3 separate regions of the Mus musculus genome follow, and all the other regions are linked to region 3. Evidence: chromatin contacts called from public promoter capture Hi-C data. All regions are on one chromosome and are shown on one strand. Each heading gives the region's core, a stretch centred on a gene start, on an enhancer-like site or on the middle of the called end of the contact. The rest is flanking DNA. Distances are from core to core; before and after follow the strand shown. Region 1 holds the start of 4930577N17Rik (RIKEN cDNA 4930577N17 gene). Region 2 has its middle 11 kb from the start of Gm40044. Region 3 holds the start of Stoml3 (stomatin (Epb7.2)-like 3).

The links. Promoter capture Hi-C pulls out the DNA fragments that hold promoters and counts their contacts.
Region 1: a contact with region 3 is called in a promoter capture Hi-C map of liver, with 2.7 times the contacts expected there. The contact joins the promoter of 4930577N17Rik here to the promoter of Stoml3 in region 3. A contact is called at or near these places in 3 of 39 promoter capture datasets (liver and pre-B cells).
Region 2: a promoter capture Hi-C map of liver shows a contact between it and region 3, with 3 times the contacts expected there. The contact joins the enhancer-like site here to the promoter of Stoml3 in region 3. A contact is called at or near these places in 4 of 39 promoter capture datasets (the C10 cell line, liver and pre-B cells).

Annotation. Positions count from the first base shown.
Region 1 is chr3:51,274,764-51,278,384 of GRCm38.p6, reverse strand. It overlaps 4930577N17Rik (RIKEN cDNA 4930577N17 gene), which reads right to left and starts at 1,624. Exons shown (of 1, transcript NR_073429.1): 1 at 1-1,624. All of the region lies in intron 4 of Elf2 (E74-like factor 2), which reads left to right.
Region 2 is chr3:51,208,035-51,211,415 of GRCm38.p6, reverse strand. No RefSeq gene overlaps it. Among named protein-coding and RNA genes, the nearest start is that of Gm40044, 11 kb to the left of the region's middle. Within about 2 kb of position 1,370, at least 92 of the 459 cell types and tissues checked have an H3K27ac peak or open chromatin away from gene starts, as enhancers often do. A contact at or near this core is called in liver, where this site is marked.
Region 3 is chr3:53,487,047-53,490,371 of GRCm38.p6, reverse strand. Stoml3 (stomatin (Epb7.2)-like 3) reads right to left here and starts at 1,665. Exons shown (of 7, transcript NM_153156.2): 1 at 1,540-1,665. The coding sequence starts at 1,579.

The DNA of each region.
Region 1 (3,621 bases), core at 375-2,874, 2.2 Mb after region 3:
TACAGATGATTACTTTTTATTCAGCAACTTTTATTGAACGAAGAATAAAATGTATTGGAGGTGCATTTTACATAAAACGTGTGTCAAATAACTTCGGAATGACATTTTATTTCAGTTTTTATGTTAAGAAATTCTGAAACAGGCAAGGCATTTAATTAGGTCTTATTCCCTGTATTTCCACTAATTTATAGCCACTAATTGGCCATTATTTTCCTTTCCTGTTACAGTGTGTATTTGTAAGGCCAGTTTCAAGGTAAACGAGTTTTTTAAAAGCTGTCTGAAGATATCTTTAAGCTATGAACGAATACGTTCATTTGTCCAAGTCAAGCAAATACAAGAGAGGGCACACGAATTTCATGACCAGCAAACCCAGCGACTCCAGTCTCCCCGAGGCTGCCGGGCGGCTCTTTTCTGTTTACTAATTACCTGTCTAGTGTACTCTGACTTCTGTCGAGAAGACAGGACCAAGTCAGTTTTTGAAGTAGTTGGAGACTCCTGACTTCCTTAGTGATGCTTCTAGAATATTTTCTAGGTACAAGTTTTTTAAAGTGCAGTTCTTTCGACTGAACTGATTGTATGTTGCATAAGCGCCGGGAAGGCCAACCCAAGTTAAAAAGCCACCTCCGTGTACAGCTGCGGGACTAGGTATGAGGTCTTTTCTAGGAAGAAAAATTTGATTCATGGCTCTTTTCCAGAGGGGACATTTGCAGACTTCGCTTCCGCAGAACGTGAAGCGCGCCTCTTCCTGCCGAGGCGAGGCCCGCGTCCCCGAGGGCGGCCTGCGGCTCCCCAGCCTCAGGTGTCCGTGCGGCCGCCGGCTGCCGGCGCCCGGGACTGACTTCCTGTCTGGGCGCGGGGCGGAAGGATCGCGTTGCCAGCCGGGGCCGCCGCCGCCCCTGCCGTTAGGTGGTGGGGCTGCTGAGCCCGGCGGCGGGAGGCGGGCCGGCCGCCGCTTCCTGTCGGAGGACGCGCAAGGATCCGGGCGTCGGAGTGTGTGCGAGTGCGTGAGTGTGTGCCGCCCGCACGGCGTGTGTCTCCGGCCGCGGGTTCCGCCTTCTCCCCTGTCGCCGCCGCTCAGGGTGTAAGTCAATGTGAAGCAGCAGTTCCAGCCCCGGGATAAACATGGCGACGTCTCTGCATGAGGGACCCACGAACCAGCTGGATCTGCTCATCCGGGCCGGTAAGCACAGGGGAACTTTTCTCCCGTGCATCGGTGCAGCGGGCGAGGGGGCGCCCGGCGGGCGGGGAGCGTCCCCCGGGGCGGTCAGCGCCCCGGGTCCGGTGTCCGTCTCCGGCAGCCGGGCGGCCGCGGAGAGGGGGGAGTGAATGAAGTAATGGAGGCGACAAATCAGGAAGTGATCACCTTGGAGAGTAACCTGCCTCGGATCCGGGCTGTCGCTCCGGGGAGAGCGGCGGCGGCGGCGGCGCAGCAGCGGCAGCGGCAGGGGCCGGGCGCGGAGCCGCGGCTAAGTTGGGGAGTCGGCGCGGGCGAGTTGCGCGCTTCGCCCCAGTTGCCGGGGAACCAGGAAGTGAGCGGAGCTGTTGTCCCCGCCGCCTGCCACGCTGTCCGGCCGAGAGGGCCGCCCCTGCCCGCGGCCGGGGGCGCTGGCCGCCCGCCGCCCTCGCCTCTCACTTCCTATAGCCGCCACTTCCGCATGGACGCCGCGGCCCCCCCGGGCGCTACCCGCCAAAACGCGCCCGCCCGGCCTCCCGCCTCGTCCCTCCCGGAGCGGCGCCCGAGTAACGGTCCCGAGGCCACTTCCCGGTGCCGAGTGGGACGCCGCCGACCCGGCACCTCCCCGCCGCGGCTAACGGCGGCCGTGGGGGAACCGGGCTGCTGCCCTTCCTTCCCTCGTGGGGCGGGTGACTGAGGGTGGACGGGAAGGACACCGGGTGTATTCCGCGCAGCCGGCCCGGGGCTGCGGGACAGCGGAGGGGGACGTTTATTTTGGTCCACAGTAAGATGAAAGCGGGGAGCGGGGCGGGCGGGAGGGCGTCCTGGCCCCGGGGAAGTCTCGGCTCGGCATTGCCCCCTTTCCCCTCCCCCAAACCTCCCACCATAGCGGAAGCGCCTGGGAGAGGACAGAACGCGCGCGATTGACAGGCCCGAGGTTCCAATCTGCGCCCTGAGCTGTTCCAAATAAGAACGTTGATTTCTGGGGGCGGGACCACGGGCCCGAGCCGGGCCAATGAAGATTGGGCGGGAGTGAAGCTGACAATGTACGCATGGAATTGGAGGGAAGAGGAGTGTAAACACGGAAGTGGCCGCGGGGGTGGGGGATGTGCTGCGCCACTGCTGCAGCGGAAGGGCACGGACTTAAGTTACATAGAAAAAGCAGCTTTACTTGCTAGCAGACAGCGCAGCGAGGGCCTCGGGTCGATGTGGCACTGCTCGAACACTGTTGCTTACCGAAATTATAAGCGCATGCGGTCCCTCCTCTGGTTCTGTTTCACATCTCCATCGATGTCGGATTGGAAGATGAGAAATTGTAACCAAACGGTAGTGCTGTAAAAGATCAGAACAGTCTTTTTGCACCTATTGTTTTTAGGGATCTTGAAATTGGTAGTTTGGTGGACAAAGCAGTTCGGTTTGGAGGAAAAATTATGTTTATCTCTAAATTTAACGGAACTTTAAATATAAATAAAATCTGGACTGATAGAACTGCATGTGCTATATAACAATAACGCTGAATAGTGTGTTTTGGCTGAGGCATATTTTACACATTTCAAAAGTAGGGAAATCACAATTTATTGAGCAGCGTTTAAATGCCTTTTTGAATAGGAACTTTTACTGAAGGAGAGGAACATAATGGAACTTGGGTCCTTGTTAAAGTCAGTCCATTGATCAGTATGAATTAGTGTACAGTTTTATGTTGGGTTAGTGGTGTTTTGAGTGTCGAGTGTGTATAGTTAAAGAGATACTGTTTGGGGCAGGAGAGATGCTCCTCGGTTAAGACCACTTGTTGCTCTTGCAGAGTTGCTCTTGCAGAGGTCTTGGGTTCAGTTCTCAGCACCCACATTCACAACCACCTGTAACTCCAGTTCCAGGGGATACAACCCCTCTTCTAAACACCATGGACACACATATGGTGCTCATAAATACTTAGACAGAAGCTTAATAAGCCTAAAGATGTTATTTCCAATTCATGTGAATACTTATGAGAGAACCATTGCACAGTTTCTGCAGTGAGAACCTTGAGAAACACTGTAGAGTAAGAGGACTTAACTTCACAAGTGATAGGTTTCTTTTCTCTGCCTGAGCTATTAGAACTACCACTAAAACTGAATGTGGCCTGTAGATAATGCGCTGGGAGTGCACATTGGAAGTCAGTGTTCCTACCTTTTTATAGGCATTCTTGCTTGTAGGGCTGAGGATCTGGACCAGGCCTCCAGCAAGCTGGGCAGGATGCTTTACCTCAGGGCTACACCCGCTCTGACACGGGGTTTCTAAGACTTTAGATGCCATTTTCCAAATCTACTTGATTTTCGAGAGCTGCTTACAGAAATCTTATAACTAATGTTTTTAAAATCACAGTGTGCCATGAAAGAGTTCTACACGCTGTTATTTCTTCTTTCTTGTTCATGTAATCCAAAGACTCTTTCAGGCTCTTTGAAGAAAAT
Region 2 (3,381 bases), core at 121-2,620, 2.3 Mb after region 3:
TCCCAACGTGAAGTTTGCGGTAGCCTCACTACCATGCTTGCCCCACCCTTACCAGTTTTTCCCCCACAGGGTCTCATGTAGCCCATACTAGTAGGCTGGTTTGGGTGGTAACTTCAAATCTTTGACTTTTGTGTATGGGTGATTGGCCTATATGTGTATCTGTGTATCCCAAGTGTATTTAATACCCAAGGAGGCTTCATGATGACATTGGTTTCCCTGGTAGCTGTGAGCTGCCATGTAGGTACCTGACAGCCTCTGCAAGAGCATCCAGTGCTCTTAATTGCTGAGCCATCTTTAGTTTCTTGGTATTAGTTATTGTTTAATTTTGGTTTTTTGGTGTGTGTGTGTGTGTAGTAGGAGGCCGGCCCGCGGCCTACATGAACCAGGTATTTCTGGAAGGCAGGCTGGGGCTGAAAGAGACTAGACTGCGAAAAAAGAATGATGAAGCCAAGACAAATTTTTCTCTGATCAAGGCCCGAGAGTTTACTAAGAGGCTGTGCTTGTAAGGGGGGAAGGCCCATATCCGCGCCCCCCTTTCCCACCAGTCCATCCTTGGTGCTTTGTCGCCATGCCGCCATGCAGCCAAGCCCGTTAGCACTTGGTTGCCAGGCTGTTGCTTATTCAGGAATGTCTCTGGAAGACAGGTTCAGCCTCTCTGCAGGTAGCAGAATCTCAGGGCAGTTGACTTCAAAAGAAGCCAGCCAAATAGGAAAGCTGCACCACAGGTGGCCCCACATCAGTGGGGACAAGGTCTGTACCAGCCTGCTTCAGGAGGCTGTGTGTGTGTGTGTGTGTGTGTGTGTGTGTGTGTGTGTGTGTGTATACATACATGAGGTGGGCTCTCATCTGAATGCATATGTACAGGCTACAAGTCAACTTGAAGTATGTTCTTTGTCTTAGATAGGGTTTGCATTGCTGTGAAGAAATACCATGACCAAGACAAGTCTTATAAAGGACAACATTTAATTGGGGCTGGCTTACTGGTTCAGAGGTTCAGTCCATTATCATCAAGGTGGTAGAGTATGGCAGTGTCCAGGCAGATGTGGGAGAAGCCAAAAGTTCTACATCTTGGTCAAAGGCAGACAGGAGAAGGCTGTCTCCCATGTGGCTAGGAGGAAGGTCTCAAAGCCCACCCCCACAGTGACACACTTCCTCCAACAAGGCCACACCTCTTAATAGTGCCACTCCCTGTGTCAGGCATATACAAACCTCCACATTCCTCTGTGCTCTCCACCTCCTGTTTTGAGGCAGGCTCTTTCTCTGAACCTGAAGCTGGCCCATTGGCTGAACAGGCAGCCCAGCATGCCCTGGGAGTCAGCCGTTACTGCCGCCCTGGCACTGGGGCTTAGGTGTATCCTGCTGACTTTCTGCAGAGGCGCTGAGGAGTCGGTTAGCAGGTCCTCTTGTCTGTGGAGCAAGCAAGCACTTTATACATTGAGTCATCTACCCGTTCCTCTGTGGTATCGTTTTGCAAGAAATTACCACTGGGGGAAACTGGGCCAAAGGTCCCTGGGATCACTCTGTAGTATTTCCCTTTTTCTTTGTAATAGTCTTACAAAGGTCTGTAAGGCTACAGTTATCGCAAAGTAAAACATTCAATTAACAGCAGCAACAAAAAACCCCAACAGATCAAGCCTGCTTGCTTTGCCCTCATAGCTTCTTGGCAGTACCTTGAATTGTCCAGCAGTCTTTGTTCTTGTTCTCCCTGACCCCAGCCCCACCCCTGAGGTCCAGGAAGGGTGTCATTTCACCACAGGTGTTACTGGGCAGGTCTTCTAAATGTGTCAAGGGGACCTGCTATTTGCAAATAGCAAATTTTCTTGTAAGTAGTTTGTTGTTGTTGTTGTTGTTGTTATTATTATTATTATTATTATTATTATTATTATGTTTTTAAAAGACAGAGTCTCACAATGTAGCCCTGGATGTCTTGGAACTCACTATGTAGACCAGGCTGGCTTTAAACTCTCAGAGATCGCCCCCCCCCCCCCCCCGCCCGCCACCTACCATGCCTGGCTAGTGTGAGCAGTTAGGTCAGGCACCCGGACCAAGTCAATTACAGCATGGTTTCCCTTGGGAGAATCCAGGAGAGCTAGAGTCAGGTACTTTAGACAGAGGTTGGCACACGAGATAAACTTTATTTAATTAGGAGGGTTGAAAAGACATCATGGAAAAAAAAAAAAAAAGCCGGGTGTGATGGCGCATGCCTTTAATCCCAGCACTCGGGAGGCAGGCAGATTTCTGAGTTCAAGGCCAGCCTGGTCTACAAAGTGAGTTCCAGGACAGCCAGGGCTATACAGAGAAACCCTAGATCGGGCAGATTTCCCACTACACAACTCTATTACTCAGCCATGAGAGCCCTTGTTACTTGTGGCTTCTCTGGGCCACGTGGCCCTGCTCCATCTTCCTCCCTCTCCTCCTCCTCTGCCTCTCTTCTCCCTCTCTTAAAACCTTCAGTTCCACCTTCCCCTTCCATTGCCCAGCCACAGGCTCTGGTCTTTATTTGACCAGTTACAATGGGGAGAAGATTCACAGGAAACCACCTGAGGATTGGGGAAGCCTCTCTTGAGGAAGCAGAATTAGCATCAAAATGCAAACAGCACCGGGGCCATCCACAGCAACTCTCTGACTGTCTCTCACTAGGCTCAAACTTAAGGCCTCACGCTGGCTAGGCAGGCACTCTTCTCCTGAGCCCTGTTGCTTTGAGCATAGAATGGCAGGAACATGGCATGGCGGGGTGGGGCGTCTAATCTCATGGCAACTGGGGTAAGAAGAGACATGTGAAGGAACTAGGGTCTTATTTAACCAAGGTTGTCTCGCTAAGTAGTCTAGACCGGCCTTGAATTCACTCTGTAGTCCATGCAGGCCTTGGACTTGAGATTCCTTAGCCTCTGTCTTCAGAGTACTAGGATTGCAGCCGACAGCCATCATGCCAGCATGATAAGCAGCTAAAAATGTCTTTTATTGTGTGCATGCCACAGTTCTTATATGGCAGTCAGAGGATAACTTGCTGGACCTGGTTAGCTGGTTTTCTCCTTCCAACGGCTGGATCCTCTGGGGTTGAGCACAGGTTTTCAGGCTTGGCAGCAAGTGCTCTTTTCTGCCGAGCCCACCTAGCTGGCCCTAAGGGCAGTTTCTAAGGAGCCCTTTATTTCACCCTTAGAAGACAGACACTGGGCTGTGGCTACAGCTCTGTTGACAGGATGCTGACAGAGCATGTGTGATGTCTTGGGTTCCATCCTCAGCACTGCGTGAGGTGGTGGCACATGCTTGTCAACACAGGGCTCGGGAGGAGAAGGCAGCAGGATCAGACTTTAAAGTTGTCATTCGCTCTATGCTAAGTTTGAGGCTAGCTTGAGCTACATGAGACCCTGTCTCAAAATG
Region 3 (3,325 bases), core at 416-2,915:
TGGGGTCTCCTGTGATCACTGCTCCCTAAATCTCTGTGTCTCCTTCCTTAGCATCTTTCTGACAAGCTGGCTCACGGTGCGGCTGCTTTTGTTCCTTTAGATTCATGAAGCCCCTCATATAATTCATATTGCATCCTTATTTTTTGAGAAATTATATATCTTTGAACCCATTTTTTAGAGTTCTTTTATGCAGCCTTAAGGGCTGTCCTGAAGGTCCCAGCGTTTACCATTTTGCTTAGACATTAGCCACACCTTTGCCTCCTGCCTCAGGCTGCCTCTGACTTCCACGGAGTCAGTGATAAGAGGGAGGATGTTCCTTGAAGGAGGAATGTAAAAATATGTAATTATTATTTAAAAAAAGCCTTATGCCCACAGCCACCATGGACACTGGTGGAGTCCCATGTCTGCTGACCCTGTCCCAGTGGCAGGAACCGTGTCATTCTGTCCCTACCAAGGCCATGCCAGACCTAGCAATAAACCATCTCTTACTCCTTTTGAGATGAGAGTTGAATTTTTCATTAACAATGCTGTGAACTTGACTCTTAAAAAAATACTAAAAGAAAGCGAAGAGCATAGTGCTTGCGTGCCTGCAATCCCGGCACTTAGGAGGCGGAGGCAGGAAGCTCAGTGGTAGCCTGAGCTACAAGGAGTTTTCAAATGATGCCTAATGCTTGCAGCCTCTCAGTACTGACATGCCTACTTGCGGAGAAAAGACTGTTTCCCAATTTGGGTAAACTTCTATTTTCTTTTCTGAATTAGCAATACCAGGTTCTTTCTCAGCTTCCAACTTGAAATAGGGTTTTGGCAACAGAAGGTTACAGAGCACAGATTAAATCCCATGCACGAACACACTCAGCAAACACACCCACGGCCCCAAGTCCCTAAGCTCCCCAAGACCCAGCTTTTACCCTTGTAAACTGATAGCGGGGACTTCCCTCATAATTATCAGGTCTGAGATGGTAACAAAAACCGTATAATTTCCAACTCATCTGAGTCATTAAAACTAAGCATAGTACTTGGTACTTACGGACTAAGTCTTACTTTTTTCAACTTCTCTCCATTTATCTGAAATTATGTAGCTTAAGCAGACTTTTCTCTAAATCATAGTGTCGCACTTGAAGAGGAGGGAAGTCAGCCTCCATCATATCTGGGCTATGTAAGGTGAGGCCAGAAGTGCAAAGATAAACACATGCCTCTTTGGTCACAACTGGAATTCTGGGGACAAGTTACAGACCGCCATTCAAAAATCAAATATAACCAGTGGAAATATCGAATGTGAAACAATAGAATTGAAGCCTCCCTTCTCCCTCTCTCAACCTCTCTCTCTGTGACAGGGTCTTGTGACATAGCCCAGGCCAGCCTTGTACTCATAGCAATTCTCCAGACTCAGCCTTCAGAGTACTGTATTACAGGCATACCCAGTTCAAGTGCGTTTGTTTCACTGGGTACACAGTGATGATGTCCCAGCTCTCTAGTGCACCAGTCCTTCTCTGATTAATGTGTGGCTAGGTAGCATTCAGAGAGGAGGAAGGAACCTACCCACTAAATTGTTCTTCTCCAGTTTCTCCGGTGAATCCATCTCATTCTTGAGGTGCCTTTCAAATCTTGCAGGTGCTCCTGGGTCGGGATTCGAGCCTGGCAGCAGGCATCAGCTCAGTGGTGTGTGGAGAGGAAGGCAAAGCAAGAGAGGTTCCCTCTCCTTGGCGTACACCCTGAGGAGTAGTAACCCTGGTGCAAGAAGCCTAGAAACGTAAACAAAGCACCTTCCCTGACATCACACTGTCTTTGTTCAAAGGGAAAAAGGCAAAAGAAGAGAGCCTTCTGCCAGGGGCTGCTTCCTATATGCTATATGGTTCCTGTATCAGTTACTTTCTAAACAACACTGCTACCCCCCTGTGTAACTCATTATCTGATATATATGTCCTCAGGTGTTATACTACAATAATGCAACCTAATGCATCCAACACGTCGCAGTAAGAAAACTTTCAAATGCCATTCTAATCTTGTCATACCCTAAGGTAACTCAACTACTAATTGACAGTCGAGACTAATGTCATAGGTGTCCCACGCAAAGTTTGAAAGTACGGGGGTCAGTCCTTCCCTTATCTGACCCTCCCCTCCCACCATGTATCAATTCCTCTAAGCTTTTAGTTGCTTGTCTTCAGACAGCATCTCATTCTAAAGCTGGCTTTAGACTCCCAGGAATGCTCCTGCCTCAGTACCTCCTGGACTCCTGCCCTCAGTGTTAAGATTTCAGGCACGAGGCACTGATTTCTACCTTCAAAGCTTTGTGCAACCTCTCACCTCAGGACCTTTGCACAGATAAGTGTAAACACAATGCTAGACTCTTGTCTGCCTTTTCTCCTAGACCAGCCAGGTTTAGCCTCCTGTCTCTTTGCTTTAACTAAACGGCTGCTGTGCACAGCCATGCCCATTCCTTCCTGTATCATCTTTCCAAACTTTTGTACCATCCCACTACAGTGGCTGTGAGTGGCTGGGACAGAGCTTACATGAACTGTAGAACTTTCAATATCATATGCTCCTTTAAAGAAACGGCATGCTGGGTGGTGGACTATACTCTACCACACCAGGAGGCTCTGGAGCACCACAGGCCAGAGTTGATGGCTACCTGGTGTCTGTCCAGTGAATAAGTAAGTAACGGGATGATGACAGACAGGCTCTTTGTGAGACGCAGAGCTTCAGCTTCCTGGCTGTGCTGCTCAGTCCGTATTTATTTATCTATTTACTTGTTTATTTATTTTTGCCTATCAGACACAGCTAGGGTCATCTGGGAACAGGGAACACCAGAAAGAGAAAAATGCCTGTCACATTGCCCTGTGGAGGGCAGAGGGCGGGGGTCTAGCCCACTGTGGTGGGTGCTACTCCAGGGCAGGCAGGCGGGCCTGGTTGTATTTGAGAGAAGGCTGAGCAAGCCTCTGAAAGCAAGCCAGAAAGCAGTGCTCCTCTGCGCACCTTATCTCAGTTCCTACCCTCAGTTCTGCCCTGACTTCCTGTGACCTGTGAGCTGTATGCTGAAATTAACCCTTTCCTGCCGAGTTGCTTACAGTCATGGTGTTTATCAAAGTGATGGGAAGCTAAGGAAGGACATGGCCCAGGATACCCCTTTGTCCCCGATTCCTAGACCCAAGTGCCACAGGAAATTTATCCTGACACCGGAAATCCCTCTCCTACGTGGATAGTCTAAGTATTTGCTTCCATCTGTGTAGAAGTACAGAACGGGACAAGCCAACAGCCCTTTGTCCATGTGCGCTCTCTACCTCTTCTTCCCCCACCTATCCAGTTGGTTTCATTCTAGTAGAAACAT